Linked DNA regions of Mus musculus: regions 1 and 3 are each linked to region 2. The links are chromatin contacts, called in public HiChIP or PLAC-seq and promoter capture Hi-C maps. All regions are on one chromosome and are shown on one strand. The core of a region is the stretch at or near the end of the contact, and the rest is flanking DNA. Distances in the headings are between cores, read along the strand shown. Region 1 holds the start of Inhbc (inhibin beta-C). Region 2 holds the start of Smarcc2 (SWI/SNF related, matrix associated, actin dependent regulator of chromatin, subfamily c, member 2). Region 3 holds the start of Slc26a10 (solute carrier family 26, member 10).

The links. HiChIP or PLAC-seq counts read pairs in DNA pulled down with a chosen protein or histone mark. Capture Hi-C pulls out chosen DNA fragments and counts their contacts.
Region 1: a contact with region 2 is called in an H3K27ac HiChIP or PLAC-seq map of microglia, with 6 times the contacts expected there. The contact joins the promoter of Inhbc here to the promoter of Smarcc2 in region 2. A contact is called at or near these places in 3 of 39 promoter capture datasets (cranial neural crest, hippocampal neurons and liver) and 2 of 115 datasets of contacts at active chromatin or transcription factors (microglia and pancreatic cancer cells).
Region 3: a contact with region 2 is called in a promoter capture Hi-C map of pancreatic islet, with 4 times the contacts expected there. The contact joins the promoter of Slc26a10 here to the promoter of Smarcc2 in region 2. A contact is called at or near these places in 1 of 39 promoter capture datasets (liver) and 4 of 9 other capture datasets (adipose tissue, liver, macrophages and 1 more).

What each region holds. Positions count from the first base shown.
Region 1 is chr10:127,369,148-127,371,847 of GRCm38.p6, forward strand. Inhbc (inhibin beta-C) reads right to left here and starts at 1,401. Exons shown (of 2, transcript NM_010565.4): 1 at 934-1,401. The coding sequence starts at 1,249.
Region 2 is chr10:128,458,017-128,460,716 of GRCm38.p6, forward strand. Smarcc2 (SWI/SNF related, matrix associated, actin dependent regulator of chromatin, subfamily c, member 2) reads left to right here and starts at 1,299. Exons shown (of 29, transcript NM_001372395.1): 1 at 1,299-1,421. The coding sequence starts at 1,311. It overlaps n-TScga2 (a tRNA gene), which reads right to left and starts at 529; the gene lies at 448-529. It overlaps Mir8105 (microRNA 8105), which reads left to right and starts at 664; the gene lies at 664-752.
Region 3 is chr10:127,179,253-127,181,952 of GRCm38.p6, forward strand. Slc26a10 (solute carrier family 26, member 10) reads right to left here and starts at 1,330. Exons shown (of 18, transcript NM_177615.4): 1 at 979-1,330; 2 at 373-483. The coding sequence starts at 1,321.

The DNA.
Region 1 (2,700 bases), core at 151-2,650, 1.1 Mb before region 2:
GCTAATAAGTGGCTCTGAAAGAATGGGAGCCCAGGCTCGATGGCTGCATAATTTGTGCTGGGTCGTGAGGGGGAAGAAAGTAGGTGCCAATCAGTCAGGGGAAAGCGGCTAGGAGCATGGTGTGGCGCGTGGCACCGTCTTCCAGACCAGAGAGCGAGTGAGCTTGCAATAGCTTTTAAGTCTTCTAAGTTCTCATCTTCTCTCCAGCTCTCTCCGCTATGGAAGTAATTCTTTCTTTATCTTTTATCCGTTGTTTGTTTGTTTTCTAGACAGAATTTCTGTGTGTGGCCTTGGCTGTCCTGGAACTTGCTCTATAGATCAGGCTAGCCTTGAACTCAGAGACCCCCACCTACCTCTGCCTCCCCAGTTGAGTTCTGGCATTAAAGGTGTGCGCCACCACCTCCCAGCTGTAGGCCTGAATTTCTTTACCCTTATCTTTCACACCTCTTTCTGAGTTTTTATTTGACATTGTCTGATGTGAGGACCTGAGGTGCGGAGAGATGTTATAATCTTGGTGTCTTACTTTTTCTCTCTTTACAGACATGGGGTATTCTCGAGGAAGAGGAGGTGATTGATAGATCCTGGAGTCAGAGAAATCACAAACTGCCCAGTAATCGACCCTTGGCCTGGGGACTGGGCAGGCTCACACAGGGAGGGTTATAGATTGGGGGGGGGGGGGGCGAGAAAGAGGAGGGAAGGAGAGAGAGAGAGAGAGAGAGATTTCTAAAGAAGTGAAACCAACAGCTCCCAGCTCCCACCAAGTGAACCTGACCTAACTTAGAGAACCTGAGGCGTAGGAGCCCCCGGGTGCGCAGGCGCAGAGTGTGCAAGCAGGATGTTTTTGGCGAGGATGAAGTCAGAAGCTAACTAGGGAGGAGACTTTCTCCTTCCTAGGGTCAGGTTTGGGGCCAGAGCTACGGACCATGGACCTACCTGTGTCAGCAAAGCTGATGATCTCATATTCTTCTTGTCTCTGGTCATGCTCCAACAGGGTTTCCCGTCGAGGCCCGCGGAGGCGCTGCAGCGCGGTCTTGAGAGCCCCTCTGGACACTGGCCGACTGAGTATGGGGCGCTGGCTGAGGTGCAGCTTGTCCAGGATACTTTTCTTGGCCAAATCGAGAAGCAGCTCCCGCTGGCTCTCCAGGTCAAAGATGGCACCCCAACATGCTGGGCATGGACCCTCAGTTTTGGGGTTCACTACTGTGGTTGGAGTCAGGAACAGAAGAGCCAGGAGCAAGGAGGAGGCCATTGCTGGAGGATAGCCTCCTTAAAGGACCCAAAGCCTATATTCAGGGTCTCAACGGGAGTGGCTTCAACTCTGTCCTGGGCACCAGGGACCCTGGGAGGAATGTGACTGACCTCCGACTGGCATGACTCCTTTTTGTCAGAGATACAGCGGCCAAACATCTGGCGTGAAAAATGAAGCCAGTTCAGGTGGAACTTGGCAGTATTCTCCTGTAGCCAGTGAAAGTACAGAGGGGGTTGTGTGGATTGTTTGAAGAAAGAAATGTCTGCCTCTTGCTTCTGTTGGGAGATTGTTAGCCAAATGAGCTGCCAGACCAGGGGACAAAGGTTAGAGCCTTGCTGTGAAGCCTGGGGGAAAAGTGTTGTGAGCAGCGGTTACTTCAGGGGCTAAGGCTGGATAATCACCAGAAGTCAGGACTTAACAGTCTCAAAAAGAAAAAAAAAATTGTGACTTTTTGTGTGTGCATGGTGTGTGGTTGAGTCAGATTTGCACTCAGCTTGGGTTTACTTTGATCTTGCTATATAGTGGAGGTTGGTTTTGAACTTCTGCATCTGCTTCTCAAATCTGGTCTCACAGGCATGGACTACCGTGTCCAGTTAAGAGGCTGACTTCTTTGTTGTTGCTTGCTTGTTTGTTTTTGAGACTGGATCTCATGGTGTAGCCCTGACTGGCCTGGAACTGGCTATGTAGACCCTCCTAGTCTTGAACTCACAGAGATCTACCTGTGTCTGTCTTGTAAGTGCTGAGAATAAAAGTATATGTCACCACACCTGCTTAAATGGTGACTCTTAAAAAAAAAAAAAAAAAAAAAAGAGGCACTTTAAAGTTTCCTCTTCCTCGCTTCTCCTCCCCACTCCTCCTTCCCCTCCTCCTCCACTTCTCTTTTTCTTTTTCTTTCCTTTTCTTTTCTTTTCTTTTCTTTTCTTTTTTTTGAGACAGGGTTTCCCTATGTATCCCTGGAATTAACTCTATAGACCAGGCCACCTCTGCTTCCCAACTGCTCGGATTTTCCTCCTTAGGGCTTTCAGCCCAACCTTCTTTGTTAGTTCAGGTTGGATTCTGCCCACTAAGTCACAGTTACCATCTGAAAGTTAAGGAAAGGGGAGAGAAAAAGAAATGTCCAAACCAGATGTTCTTAGTGTGTCCCGTCAGAAACATAGGTGGGCGTGTGAGAACTGTTGAGAAAACAATAGGTTTGCAAGCATGTCAGTTTCTTTGGTTGCAATTTACCAAATGATTCTAGTTTCCCCAGATAGCCTGCAAGGCTGTTGGTGATCAACAGTCCTCTTTGCAGAGCCTTATTGAATACAGAGGCCAAGAGCTGACATGGATACAAAGAGTCACCGTGGGTGGTTACATGTTAATAACTCAGCTGGAGAGCTGCTGGAGACTAGGAGAGCCTCTGGGCTGAGCTAGAAGACACAGGATTGCAGGAAAGGGAGAGGACTATCTCT
Region 2 (2,700 bases), core at 49-2,548:
TAACTCCTAGTACTTGAGAGGTAGAGGCAGGAGGATCAGAAATTTAAAGTCATTCTTGGCTGCAAGGCAAGTTCAAGGGCAGCCTGTGCACATGAGTCCCTGTCTAAATTAAAAAGAAAAATCCAAATGAGAAACGCTTGTTTCTGTGTCTCCAGTCACCAGACTTCAAGGCTCCACTTTTGGTCACAAACTCCAAAGATGCCCTGTTTAGAAATCTTAGGTTTGACTAGCTTTCCCAAACAAAACGACTACTCTTCATTGTTATGAAATGTTACAGAATTCTCAAAAATATCTCAAAGTGCCTGGTATCCTAACAGCGAATACAGCGATGCCCAATTTGGTTTGTATGTCACCCTGGTCTAACCTAAAGGAGTAGTGCTGCCTTTTCACTTTCAACCACTCAACTACTGGTTAATAGGAGGGGGGAAAAAAAATACGAAAAACTGCCGTCACGAACAGGATTCGAACCTGTGCGGGGAAACCCCATTGGATTTCGAGTCCAACGCCTTAACCACTCGGCCACCGTGACTCCCAAAACTATGGTTGGCCGCGCGCTTACAGAAAGGGTCCGCACGGGTGACTGGGTGCGAGCGGACCGGTGCAGGGTCGCGGCCCGAGGCTCGTACCCAGAGCCGCTCCCTCCCTCGCACCTTCGCGCCACAATGCTTGAACCTGGGTCGAAGAATCGGGGCTCGCCAGCCGACTCCTAAAGCGGAGGCGACTGGCGAGACCCGAAGATCAGAGGGAGGAGACCCCTCACCTGACCCCCCCGGGTAGCACCAGGGGTGCTGGGTGCACCGGGACGAGGAGCGTCAGGGACACTCGTGGGTTGAAACAGGAATGGTTGGAAGGAACTTATTGGAGCGAAAGAGTTCCACGGGAACGTACGTGCCGGGGGCCACTCGGGGTTACGGGGCGGAGCTGCAGACCCGGGGCTCCCGGCTTCCCCGTGGAGTGGAACAGTAAGCCCCACTGCCGCTGCGAGACCAAGTCGGGGAGGGCTCCGCTGTCCTACAGCCGCGTCCTGCGAGACCCGGGGAAGCAGCCGGGCTGCCGCTGCGGGGAAGTCCGCCGAGCGCGCTCGGGCTCGCCCGCCTCCCACCGCCGCTGCTGCCGGGGTGTCCGCCGAGCGCGCTCGGGCTCGCCCGCCACCGCTACGCAGGGCCGCCGGCAGGGGGCGCTCCGCCGGCCGGGGCCCAGGCGGCGGGAGGCGGCGGTCGTGGCGGCGGGAGGCGGCGGGAGGCGGGCGGAGGAGGAGGCGGGAGCTGAGCTGAGCGGGGCGGGCGGCGGCGGGGCCCGAGCCCGAGAAGATGGCGGTGCGGAAGAAGGACGGCGGCCCCAACGTGAAGTACTACGAGGCCGCGGACACCGTGACCCAGTTCGACAACGTGCGGCTCTGGCTCGGCAAGAACTACAAGAAGGTACGCGGGCAGCGCCGCGCGGGGACAAAGGGCCCCTGGCCGCCGCTCCCGGGGCCGGCCCACCCTGCGGCGGCCGCCGCGCCCCTCCCCGAGGCCTCCCCGCGCCTCCCGCCCGCCCGCCCGCGCCCCTCCCCCACCCCTCCCCCACCGTGCCCTCTGCCCCGGTGCAGCGCAGCGGCGTTGGCGGGGGCGGCGGCGGCTCCGGGCGGCGGCCCGGGCCCGGCAGCCCTCGCCCTCCAGGCTGACCGGTGCCGCCGCGCGCCTCCTCCCCTCCGGTGTGCGAGCCGCGGGGCCCCCGCCGGAGCCCCGCGCCGAGCCAGACGCCAGAGCGGCCCAGGCCTCCCCGGTGGTGCTTTGTGTACGTCCTGAGACAGATGGCAGAGCAGGAGGGTAGACGGGCGCGGAGCAGGCCGTTGAAAAGCGTCTCTACCTGGGGAAATCACCTGTCTCCCAGGGTTACCCTAGTCTCCTTCTAAAGGGCTGCAAACCTCTCAGGGGACAGGACATGGCAGTCTAGGGCAGCAGCCCCTCCAACCCTCCTTTCATAATGAAGTCCTCTGCAAGCCAGCCAGCCTGGCATTGCTTTGGGTTTGAGGTCCAGAGGCTCGGATAAGCTTCATATCGCTAGTCCCCACCCCCACCCTGTAACTGGAAATAAGGATGGGGAACAAAAGGGTTCAAGAAGCCCTATCTATCTTTTTTTTTTTTTTTAACCAATTTTTATTCTTGTGTCTTCATGGTGTCTGGGCTTTTTTTCGTTTTTCTTTTTTGTCTTCGATATGGGCTGCTTCCTCACCAACCCCGGCTAAGGGTTCTTTTCCCTTGCTTTGTTTTACAGCCCCCAACTCTTGCTACTCCAGCCTTGCAGCCAGCCTGTCAGAGTACAGTGGACAGCTTCAGAAAGCTCCACTAATTCTGGTTTGAGTTTAGCCCTGAAACCATTTGGGGTCTCTCTGTTGGGTGTCAGACTCTTGACAAACAGCTGTTGGGTCTGTGACTTGTGTGCACCCTCAGCGTGAGGCTCTGGTTCCCAGTTTTCTGCCTTTGACCTTTTAAAGGGAGATCGGTCTAGGGTCTTGGTGTGAAGCCCCGAAGGCTTTGACAGCTGTGACCTGCTTCAGCTTTCAAGTGCTTAACTCTTTGTCATTTACTTCTCCCTTCACGGATCTCTTTATACCTCCCACCGAGAGGTGCTGACTCTAATTAGGGTAGAGGAAATAAGGGTCAAAAGGTAAAGAGAAAGTAGCTTCCTGGCTCAGTGAACAGAACAGAAAGGTAG
Region 3 (2,700 bases), core at 80-2,579, 1.3 Mb before region 2:
TGTAAACTGTCGCCTCTATACCCACTCCAACAAGCCTAGGGAGGCGACAGAGTTCTGTGCAAAGGGGGTGGAAATGGGTTGTGGATCCCAAGAGAGGTGGCAAGTAGGAGAGGGAAGGGGGCAGAGGGGAATACAGCCCCAAAGCTTCCAAGTAGCAGCCTTGCTAAGGTGTGTTTGACCCCTGCTTTTAATCCCAGCACGCAAGTGGCAGAGGCAGGATCTCTGAGTTTAAGACCACCTGGTCTGTGGGGAGCTTCAGACCAGCTAAGACTATAAAATGAGACCCTATCTCAAGGGATGAGGGTATGCCTCAAGTCCCTGTCTATTTTCATCCCAAAGAGAAGCAAAGTCATGAGCAGTGTGGCCACTCACCAGTGGACAGGTGTCTCCCAGTGCCCAGTAAACTGTAGATGAGAACAGGAAAGAAAGACGTGTAGAGTCCGAACACCGGGGGCACCGAGGTCAGGAGGGCAAAAGCCATGCCTGGTAGAAAAGTAGAAGGAATCGGGGTGGGGTGGGGTGGGGATGGGATGAGGGTGGGGATGGTGGGGTGCACAACCTCCAGATACTGCCCTTCCCAACACTCTTGGGTTGACACCAGATACTATCAATCATGGCCCCGGAGGGAACGGAAAGGTTAATTAATGGGCCTCAGTGGGAGGTCGTGAGGCTGACAAGGTCACAGATCCTTGCCCACGTCCTGGGTGGCAGGTTTTGTGCCTCTCTACAATTCTCTGAGGCAGAACAGAGTCCAGTATATCTCGCAGAATTGCACAGATGTGGAGGGATGGGGGTGGGGAATTATGATGGAGTCCCTTAGTCCTCTCAAACCGAACCTCAAGCTCCTCCTCTCTGATCCTCCCCCATGCAGGGACACAAGTCCTCCACATCACTGCTGGACTCTCAGCTTCCCAGGGCCCTGCCCTGAAAGCCCCCCATAACTTGGAATTCCAACGGGCTGAAGTTGGGGACTCTTACCCTGGGGCACGTGCACAACGCCCACGGTTACTCCAGCCACAGCATCTCCGAGCAGCCAGGCTCGCCAGCGGTATTGGGGCAGCCAACGCAGCGGGGGCAGCCGTGCCAGCAGCACGCGCCACGCCCCCGGCCCAGAACAGGCGCTGGCTCGCCTCCTCCGCAGCCTGCACAAGCAGGGTAGGCAGGGCTCCGCTGGCAGCTCCGGCTCCGGCTCTGCGCCCCCGAAGAGCTCCTGGAACCGAGCGTGGGTGAGAGGTTCTCTGAACCTTGAGCTCAGCGGAGACTTAAGGTCAGAAACCTCTTCCGGATCTGAGCAGGTCCCAGAGGCAAGTGGCCCACTCATTTTGTCCTTGGCCCCCTGCAGCATCTCCTGGTCTTAAATACCCTCTGTTCCATCAGCTCTGAGCCCGCCTCTATAAAGCAGGGTCCAATCCGGACCTGTAGGGAGTACTCTCTAGAGTACCTCCTTGGGTCAGGCTTGGGTGGAAAAAGTCCCTGTGTTAGGCGTTTCCTCAGATATCCTTTCTTAGCTCTGCCTAAGAACCTGGGGGCCTGCTGTGAGGATGTTGAGGAACCATAGGGAGATAAGAGACCCACAGTCACTTCCAGTGACCCTCATCGCTTCGCTTCTCAGGGACTGGGAGGCATTTTTTTTTTCTTCATTTGCACTTTGAGCAAAGACAGAGCTGGTTCCTTTTGGGTCACAGGTCTTCTTTCCCTGAGCCTCTGCATTCTCACCACCACCACCACCACCACCACTGCTGGAGCACAAAATTCACAGCCAGTTGGGATTCCCCACTCAAATCCCATTCCTCATGTGGCAAACTTGCCCCAGTAAAGTACAAGAGGCCTTACTGTTTTATAAGCATGGTGAATGCGACAGGGTGCATGGTGAATGGGACAGGGACAGGGACCCACTCCACCCTCTCTAATGCAGATGGCTGGGTTTGATTTAGGGGAAAGACTGAATTAACAAAGACATTTTTATCTATTTGTTAGGAGCCCCAAAGTCCTCTAATACTGTTCCTTACATCCAGTGTTATTCTCCAAGTAGGCATTTAGAAGTACACGATTAAACTAAGGGCATGCCGTGTGCTGCTGGAACCGCTGCCCGTTGCTGCCTTGGGCACCTTGTCACCACTGGCAGTGGTGGGCCTGGCTGCCGCAGGAGCATGAAGGGTCCAGCCACCCACCTCATGTACCCCTGAAGAGACACAAAGGTTCTGGGCCCCAGGATTTCACTGTTTGCCGTCATCCACTCAGAGATGCTTCGGCACCCCCATCACCCTGTGGTTCCCCCAGTCCCTGACCCCAAAGCCCAGGGTGGGGTCCAGAGAGGGTGGGCCTCTCTTCTTCAATTCCTCCTATTGTTCCCCAGAAATCTTATCTGGGCTTCACGTCCTGTCCCCCCCTTAAAGATCCCTCCCCTCATTGTCAGCCACAGAGACCTGAGGCTCCCATATCTCCCCCCCCCCACCCCCCACCCCAGTAGTCTATTGTCTGCTGAGGAAGCCCCAGTGCACGTGACTGAGCCCAGGGGACTGACGGACACGGTGGACACACAGATACATAGGGACCCAGAGGCAGTCATATGGGTCTCCACACACTTGCCTGTCTCTGTTCCAGAGGCTGTGCCAGAAGCTGGGAGGGGCAGACATCTTCAGCTCTCCACATTAGCTCCGAATTTAAAGAATCTATTCCTACTCAGCGTGCACACACCTT